Regions from separate parts of the Lactuca sativa genome. Here region 2 is linked to region 1. A link is a contact called in public Hi-C data. All regions are on one chromosome and are shown on one strand. The core of a region is the stretch at or near the end of the contact, and the rest is flanking DNA. Distances in the headings are between cores, read along the strand shown.

What was found. A called contact is a pair of places that touch in the nucleus more often than the background predicts.
Region 2: a contact with region 1 is called in a Hi-C map of leaf, with 6 times the contacts expected there. The contact joins the promoter of LOC111884106 here to the promoter of LOC111884099 in region 1. A contact is called at or near these places in 2 of 4 Hi-C or Micro-C datasets (both in leaf).

Annotation. Positions count from the first base shown.
Region 1 is chr5:137,487,728-137,492,060 of Lsat_Salinas_v11, reverse strand. LOC111884099 (mediator of RNA polymerase II transcription subunit 14) reads right to left here and starts at 2,538. Exons shown (of 8, transcript XM_023880419.3): 1 at 2,042-2,538; 2 at 715-1,782; 3 at 435-520; 4 at 1-34. The coding sequence starts at 2,251.
Region 2 is chr5:137,656,324-137,660,656 of Lsat_Salinas_v11, reverse strand. It overlaps LOC111884106 (probable protein phosphatase 2C 40), which reads left to right and starts at 2,265. Exons shown (of 4, transcript XM_023880424.3): 1 at 2,265-2,582; 2 at 3,765-4,333. The coding sequence starts at 3,772.

The sequences.
Region 1 (4,333 bases), core at 1,289-3,788:
GCTTCTTGATGAATGAAGAAGAAACCTCCCACTCCTGCATATTAAAAAAAAAAAAAGGTAAAAGACAGAAGGTAGTGTTTGGTAAGGAATGGAATGGTTCGTTCCATTGGTGTGTGATTCCTTCCATCACAGAATGGAATGCAAAAATGCAATATAACCCATTTCTATGTATGTAAGTTTAAGTGACACAAAGTCTTTTTTACAAGTTTTCATGATTTATGCTTTCACACATTAGACGACATTATACCCAGCCATAACACTTGTAGTGCTAATATTTTAGCACCTCAGTACCTCAATTCAACATTTTATCAGAATAAATTTACACAAATACATACATACATACATACATACATATATATATATATATATATATATATATATAGATAGATAGATAGATATAGAATTATGGATATATTAACAGATTAGAGTAAAACCTTATATTTATTCCAAGTGTAAAAAATGATGAACCATAGGCACGGACACGTAGTACTTCCTGTCCTTCAGATTCTGACTGGTTATCCTGCACATAGAAACAAATGAGCATAATCAACTTATCAACTTGAAGAATCACAACATAACCTGACATGAAGTATCTCATTCTGGTTACATGAATTACAGATGAAAATGACAAAAGGTGAAAAACAAAATAGAATCACAAGAATAATATCAATGAGAAAAAAAATAAGAGGACAAAAGTGTTTCATTCTAACTGACCTTTTCGTACTCATCAACAGGTGGATCAACTGGGGTGTGAAGAAGAACATCACCTGCAGCTCGACCAATATGACTATTTTGCCCCAACTCTTTATAAATTTCAAGCAGACGAGTATACTTATTACAGCATATAGCTCTTAGCAGCAATTTCTCAACATCAATACAGCTCTGGTCAATTGAAAACTCTGCCTCCTTGTTAGTCAAAGGGTCAATGACAAAAGAACTATGTAGACACTTTATCCGCAAGTCTAACCCTGGTTCAATCTTAATAAAAGGACAAGAACCAGCATCTGATGTCCCACTGTGCTTCTCACATTCCAACCAGTAGAGAATCTTTAACCCTGGAGTCCTTAAACCACCAGAATCAGTCTCTCCATCTTGACCAAGTTGTATAGAACTTTGACTTGAACTACCATCAGATATGAGTTCAAACCGAATTGCATCTTTCCATCTACCTGCCCTTAGTGCTTGAACTTGTCTTATAACAGTATCCATAATAAGAGCTACACAGAATTCATGTAAAATAGAATACAAAGTTGCAAATGGGGTATCAGAAGCTGCCATTCTGCGTTCCAAGTCATCTCCAAGAACAAATCGTCTCATTTCTTCAAGCTTAACTAAACCACTTCTCTCACCAACAAGTACTTCTAAATGCAAGATTCTCCACATTGAAAGGTGCCCACGGTAGCCAAGGGTTAGTAGTACCTTAAACTCTCCTTGGACAAAAAGATGGACTGTTCCATCAAAGATCTTGACTTCTGTGAACTCTTTGGGAAGTGGTGTTTCGAGTAGTTTTGATCTGACTATGGTGTCTAATTTCTTTAATACAGGTTTCTGTTGTTTCTCGGTTAATGTGGTTTGGATGCCTACATCTTCTGTGCACTTTGGCAAACGTTGGTATGTGCCTGTAAGGAGAACTTCAATGGCAGATGGAACATCATAAATTGGAGCACGAGCTTGTTGTAGTCCCTCGTGCATGAAAAACATTGAATCTGCAGCTTGAGTGAAGCATGTTTCATGACTTGACAGGGTTGATGCAAGTTGTTGACTATATTGTATCAGTGGTACCTGCATATCAGAATTCAGAAGGGATTATCATCTCATTTGAACAATGAGGTGCTGCATTCTTGTTGATTTTCTCCTTTGTCGAATTTCCAAATGGAATTCTACAATGACTAGTTAAAAAGGCATCTAGTTCCCAGATTCAGTTGGATTGGAAATTTAAAAAGAATGTCACCACAAAACAAGAAGGGGAAATCAAACCTATGTTTTGAAAACAATAATACGAAAAATCTATTGCAGAAAGAATGATTGGAAAAATGCTAACCTGTTGGCACCATTGCGCAAGAACATTGAGTCGGAGCATACGCTGCTGAGTCTTAACAAGATACTTGAGTATGCTAATTTTCTTTTCAGAATCCGACATTTCAGAAGATTTCGATTTCTCCACCAATTCCTTTAAAGAAAGGTATGATTCCTCTGCAGCTCGACTCACCAGAGTCGAAAAATCCACCGATTCTTGACCTATCTCCGCCATTTTAGGTCTCTCGTATTATTATTTATGTATTTCCGCTAATTGTTGATAGCCTCAAAAGTTCAGTGAGCACACATCGAATTTAATACAATTAGGGCTCGCAATTAGCGAATCAAATCATCTCTCTCCTCCTATTCTTCTCGCTTTAACTCCACGGCGCCACCGATCGGAGAAGAGCACCAACGTCGCCACCAGCTGCAGCGCCTCCAGCCGCTCCGGCGTCGCCCTATGTCTGCTTCCGCTGCGAATCTTGTTTACTTCGACTTCTCGAGTCCGCTTGCAAATTGTCACTAGAAATCCTTTTTTCATGAATATATACAAGAGAAATAAAGACCCCAGGTCAAAAGGTATAAATTTACAAAAACTACCCGAAAATCCTATATACTAACAAACTTTTCCCCTATATTCCCAAAAATTGCAATCTTACAACTTTTCAAAGTTAATTGTTTTCCTTCAACCTTATGGATAGATTAACAAGAATTAGAGATGGTAACATGCATTTCTCATCCTCATAACTAAATCCTCACCCTCATCGCCATAACCTTCCGATCACATACCTAACGGGGAATCAATGATTTTTCTTCATGGCAAGTTTATGCTAAATTTCAACGATTACCGCCTAAATTACAAGGTCGGACGCGAGATTTTGGACACCCTATGCAGTTTAACCAAAAATATGTCTAAAACTTGAAAGATCTAAAAATTTAAGCAAAAAATTTATAAATTTTCATTTCTATTGCAAAATACATAAAATTAAAATTTCATTCAAAATAATACACACATAGAAATTTGTTTCTACTTGAAAACATAATCCTCCTAATATTCATTGAAATAAACTTTTCAATAACATCTTCATAAGTAATTATATCCAAAATATTGTGCTCAATCATCATCAAAACCAATCCATCAAGTTGTTATTGTGTCATTGTATATCGTAAGTAGAACTTTAAATCTTCAATTTTGAAAAACTTTGTTTTGCAGATGCAACAGTAATAGGAATAGTCGATATAATTCTATATACAATAGATGTAACAAGAAAACAATCAACATGTTTTAAAAACTTTTATAATATCAATTGTTGTCATTTTCTCCTTAGGCAAGAGATGTAGAAGTACACTCAACATATAAGTCATTCCCATCTATATATATATATATATATATATATATATATATATATATATATATATATATATATTGATTGTTCATCTTTCTTAAGTGAATTTTCAAGAGACTTACAACAAATCTTTAAGGTTATAGTATCTAATGAAAGTCATCTTTTTGAAAAAATAAATAAATATATTATCATATTGTTGATATTATTCAAACCTTGTAGTTAAAGAAGTAATTATTTCATCAACAACATATATATATATATATATATATATATATACACACACACTAGTCGTTTACCCGCGCCAAGCGACGGGTACGAACACTTTTTTACATAAATTAGTTATAGAGACAATTTGTCCTTTTTCACAAATAGTTTACTACATCTAAACATTATTCCATTTCTATAAAATTAAAATTATACTTGATCGGTAACGTAATAAACATCAATTTCATTAAATTTTATGTTATACTTGTAGAATCCATATGACCTCCAACCCTCTTCATCCAAAACTAATCATGAATGATCAAACACTTCCAATTTTACCCCCTCAATCCCTCCTCCAAATTGCTTGTTGGCTTGAAATTTCATGTATAGCTCTTAAAATATTGCATTCCATTCATGATAACCCATCTTCGTCTCTATCTCTACCATCTTATCATCTTCATAGTGGGCACTACTGCTAATTTCATATCATATTAAATTCACACAATAAGACGTTATCTTATGTTCTTAAAATAGAATTATAAAAATTTAATTTCAGAGATACTTATTAATTAAAGTTAAAACCATCAAATAAATGGTTATTAAATGAAAAATCCTCATGTAACCCTCTGTTGTGTGCAGATAACAATAAAAACCCAAAAGTGATACATTTTTACAACCTCACAAAACATAAAAGTTGACTTAGTATCCTCTAGTATATCTTTACTACAAAAACCCAAAAGCAAGCTTCTTTGTAGCCTTTACAGTTA
Region 2 (4,333 bases), core at 1,016-3,515, 170 kb before region 1:
TGCCCAACGTACTCCGCTGCAACATTTCTCAACTTAAGGGCTCCTATTGCCAAAACCCCAAACTTCCTTAGCTCCCTTGATGTAACTATGATTCCAAAGATTCGCATACCTATGGAAAGGTAACGAGATGTCCCACGCTTCTAGCAACTTGCCGCAACCCGAGACCTCCTCATGCCCGGCTCGTGGCCCACGATCCCTAACCACGGACAATTCGAAATAGGATGTTACATTTCCGCTTTACTTCTTATTCCTTGTTTGGTTGTGGGCTTAGAGCAGATCCATACAGTCTACTATCCATTCGATCTAGGCTATATATGACTTGTATACCCTAAGTAATCATAAGGGGAAACATGTATGGTTCATGTCACTATATACAAATACAATGCACTATTTTCTAGTACAAAACTCATAGTTCTGGGGGAAAATATATTAATATAGTTTTATCAAGTAATAAAACTATAAGTATACAAACTTAGCGTACATTAACATGCATACGTTTTGGTCTAAAGGTCTAAGACTACATCTCAATTATACTAAGAAAATATTGGATTTTCTGGAAGGACGCACTCATGTTTCAAAAAGGACCATTACAGTTAACTCTGTAAGTATCTCGTGAATACGCTAGGGTTATATACAATGAAGACCCGACAGGCAGTGGAATGTGTGGTTTCCGCCTCATTTCCTGTTCCTTGTTTGGTTGTGGGCTTAGGGCAGAACCACACAATCGATTGTCTGTTCGATCCAGATTGTATATAACTTGTATACACTAAGTACTCATAGAAGGAACTAGTTTGGGTTACATTTCTTACATTTCATTACATCAGAAAATATAGGATTTTCTGGAGGAACACACTAAGGTTTTCAAGGAACAGAGAACATACTTTCTAAAACAAAATGCTTAGGAACTCACCAACTTTAATGTTGACACTTTCAAAACCACTTGTATTCTCAGGACACTAGTAGACAGGTACTTGCACACATTTCAAGGAGACGGAGCATAGTAGCTTCAAGTCTTTATTTTGCTATTTACTTTTGGAGTCAATCATATGTGATTCGAATACAATGTAAACACTATATCATCAATACAATGGTTGTTGTTACTTTGATTACTATTATTTAATTATTGTGATACTGTACATGACATTCTCCGCCCCCGAACGTTTTCGTCGTTCCGGTTTGGGGGTGTGACAAATATAATGCACATAGCTTCTATTCAATGTTACTTGCTCCACTATAACATCCTTACCTTTATACCTAACATCTAATTCATGTATATGCCTATTGTAAGGAACTTCTTTTGCATTCTTGAGTCCATATGACTCAATGCCATATGTAATAAATTATATATTTTGTTACTTTTGGTACCGGGTGACCCATTGTCACTGGAACGATTTTCTTCTACAAATCGATTAACACCACTTTCCACAAGATAAGTAACATCAAACAACTATAATGTGTTACGAGACATAATTATATTTGATTTAGGACATCAAAAAGATGAATGGATCTAATTAGTATGTTACATGCATTTCGAAGCCATCAATTTATCCAACCCAAAAGAGTTGATATCGTTGGTTTAATCCACATCATAATATGTGTAATCTAGAGCAATAGAATTCATATAGCGTCTATTAAATGTCATTATACTCCACTATAAACAAATATTGTAATAAACTAATTACATATATATTCATTTTCACCGATAGAAATATAGATGAGAAACTCATATAAATAATTTTTAAAACAATCTCTATAAAATACAACAAGAAACAATGTACAACAGCTAATTTCCGATGCTCCGTAATGTCTATCGAGAATACCATACATTCCAAACTATATTAATGTCATTCCGAAATGTACAAAATTAAATTCTCAGTTAGATTTATGTCATATTTCAACAAGCAACCACCAACTTCAGAACAATCATAAATACTACGAACATAGCATTCCAAAACAAAATTATTTTTCCATCCGAAATACAAAAAACATTATTGTTAATTAAGTCGATTATAATAATGAAATTAACCCATTTCCCAAAACCTTTTAATTATTTAACCATGATGAATCATTTAAGTGTATTATTATATGACATAAACAACAAAAACAATAAAGAAATAGAAAAGTCCAAATTGTGTTAGGCATAAAAGAAACAAACAAAAATCTACTGTAGATAGATGTGATCTAAAATCTAATCCACCTTTTTATTTCAAAAAATTTAAACCTCTTGCCTCTTGGCAGCCGGGAAAGATGAAAACACTTCAAGTGGGCTTCGAAGGGACCCATTCCCTTTTATTTTGGGTGGTGTAACAAATTCACCGGTTTTCATGAATCACAAAGAGAGTCACAGTTGACCTTCTCTTTCCGTATCCTCCTCCATCGTCACCCTCCCTCTGCCATACTCTTACTGTTTCCCACTTCTCTATTCTATTTTAAGCCATCTCCTCTCAACCATCCACTCTTTGATTCTTTGCTCTTTTAAAACCTCACATCTCTCACTCAACTCATTCCAATTTCTCTCTTATACATACACTCTTTGCGTTACTGACTGTTCTTCATCTGGGTTCTTCGTTTCTCGTCCAAAGGTACGTTCTAGATTCGATTTCTTGCTTCATTTCGTAGTTTCTGTTGATGGGTGATCGTTTAATTTGGGGGTTTTTTGTTATTTGAATGAGTTTGAATCAAACCCTTTTCGATTTGGGTTCTGGAATTTGATTGTGTTTGTTTGATGGATGATTATTTGTGTCTTGATTCCTGCATTACTGTGAACCCTTTTTCGATTTGGGAGCTGTTTGTGATTACGTTAGATTAAATATGGATCTTGGAATTAATTATGGTTTGTTAATTATATGGTTATTCGTTTTCTAATCGCTGCATTCTGTCATTAGTTTTGACTTGTTGTAAAAGTTAGTTTCTATATGTATTTGTTTATGATTCTTGAAACCCATGTCCCTTTCACCACTCCTTGACCCTTCAATTTTTTGTTTATTTTTAAGGATTTTGTAATCATATTGTCTTCTTTAATTAGGTAATTATCTGTTTGCCGATTGCTGCATTGTCATTAAATTAATTGGACTTTAAATTAATTGGACTTATTTTTGGGGATTTTGAGGTTCTGTTAATATAGTGGCCTTTTGCTTATGAATTCTAGTAGATGAACGAACAACTTATTAGTGATGCAAGTGTTAGGATCATAACTTGTTTCTCTTAGACCTAGTGGAATTAATTGTATCAAACCTTAATCAACTAATCTAATGGAATTAATTGTTCATCCTCATAAATAAACTGGAAGTATCATTTTCATAAATATTTGAAGCATCATATATCCTTAAAGACATTTTATTTAAACATCGGGAAGAAGAAAGACATATAAAGGTCAATTTGTAATATGAATAGGGATCATATAAACACGAAATTCTTTTTGGTTACTCACGTGTGTGCATTTGAAATAGATGCACACGTTATGATCGTGTAATTTATTTGATCGAGTAATATGTTCATTAATCCAAGAAAAAGTTTTTCTAATTTATTTATGTTATTTTATGTAGGATGAATGATAAAGAGTCAATAAAATAAAATAAAATAAGAATAAAAACCCCATTTATTGTAATATTGATTTTGATCCACAAGATCATAATCAATCTAACCCTTCCAATAATTTGGTAAGATTTGTATTCTTGAACTAAACTTTTGTTATTGTAAACACATGTTTTGACTCAATCTAGTAATGGGATGAAATTCATTTTCCATTTCTAATGTTTTTATAGATTGAAAATGATGCATGAAAAAGCAATCCTTGATCCCGGTGGAGAAATGGAAGTAAGTTTCGAATATCAATGCAACACCACCGATGGATACGACATTCCCACCGGAAAAAAGCTCGTAAGAAACAACAGTTCGTTCACTTGTCTCTCAGGAGCAGCCATTAGCGCGAATGCAACATTAGCGAACACAAATATCTGCAACGGATTAATCAGCTCAGAAATTCTCCCATCAATCGATTCCCCCAAATCATTTCGAAGAATACCCTCGTCTCCATCGTTCTCAAAATTAGATCTACTATCGTCTTCTTTCCAAAGCAGTATGTCGAATTTGAGTTGTAGTCCATCAACCCCTGAAAATCTCGATTTCGATTCGTTTCTATCAAAACCCTTGAGTTTACCTTCGAGAAGCGAAGATTTTCTTAACGCGATTGAAGTGCAAGTCGCTGGAGGTGCCGCCGGAGAAGATAGGGTTCAGGCGGTGTGCTCGGAGGAGAACGGTTGGCTTTTCTGCGCGATTTACGATGGGTTTAATGGACGGGATGCAGCCGATTTTTTAGCGGGTACGTTTTATG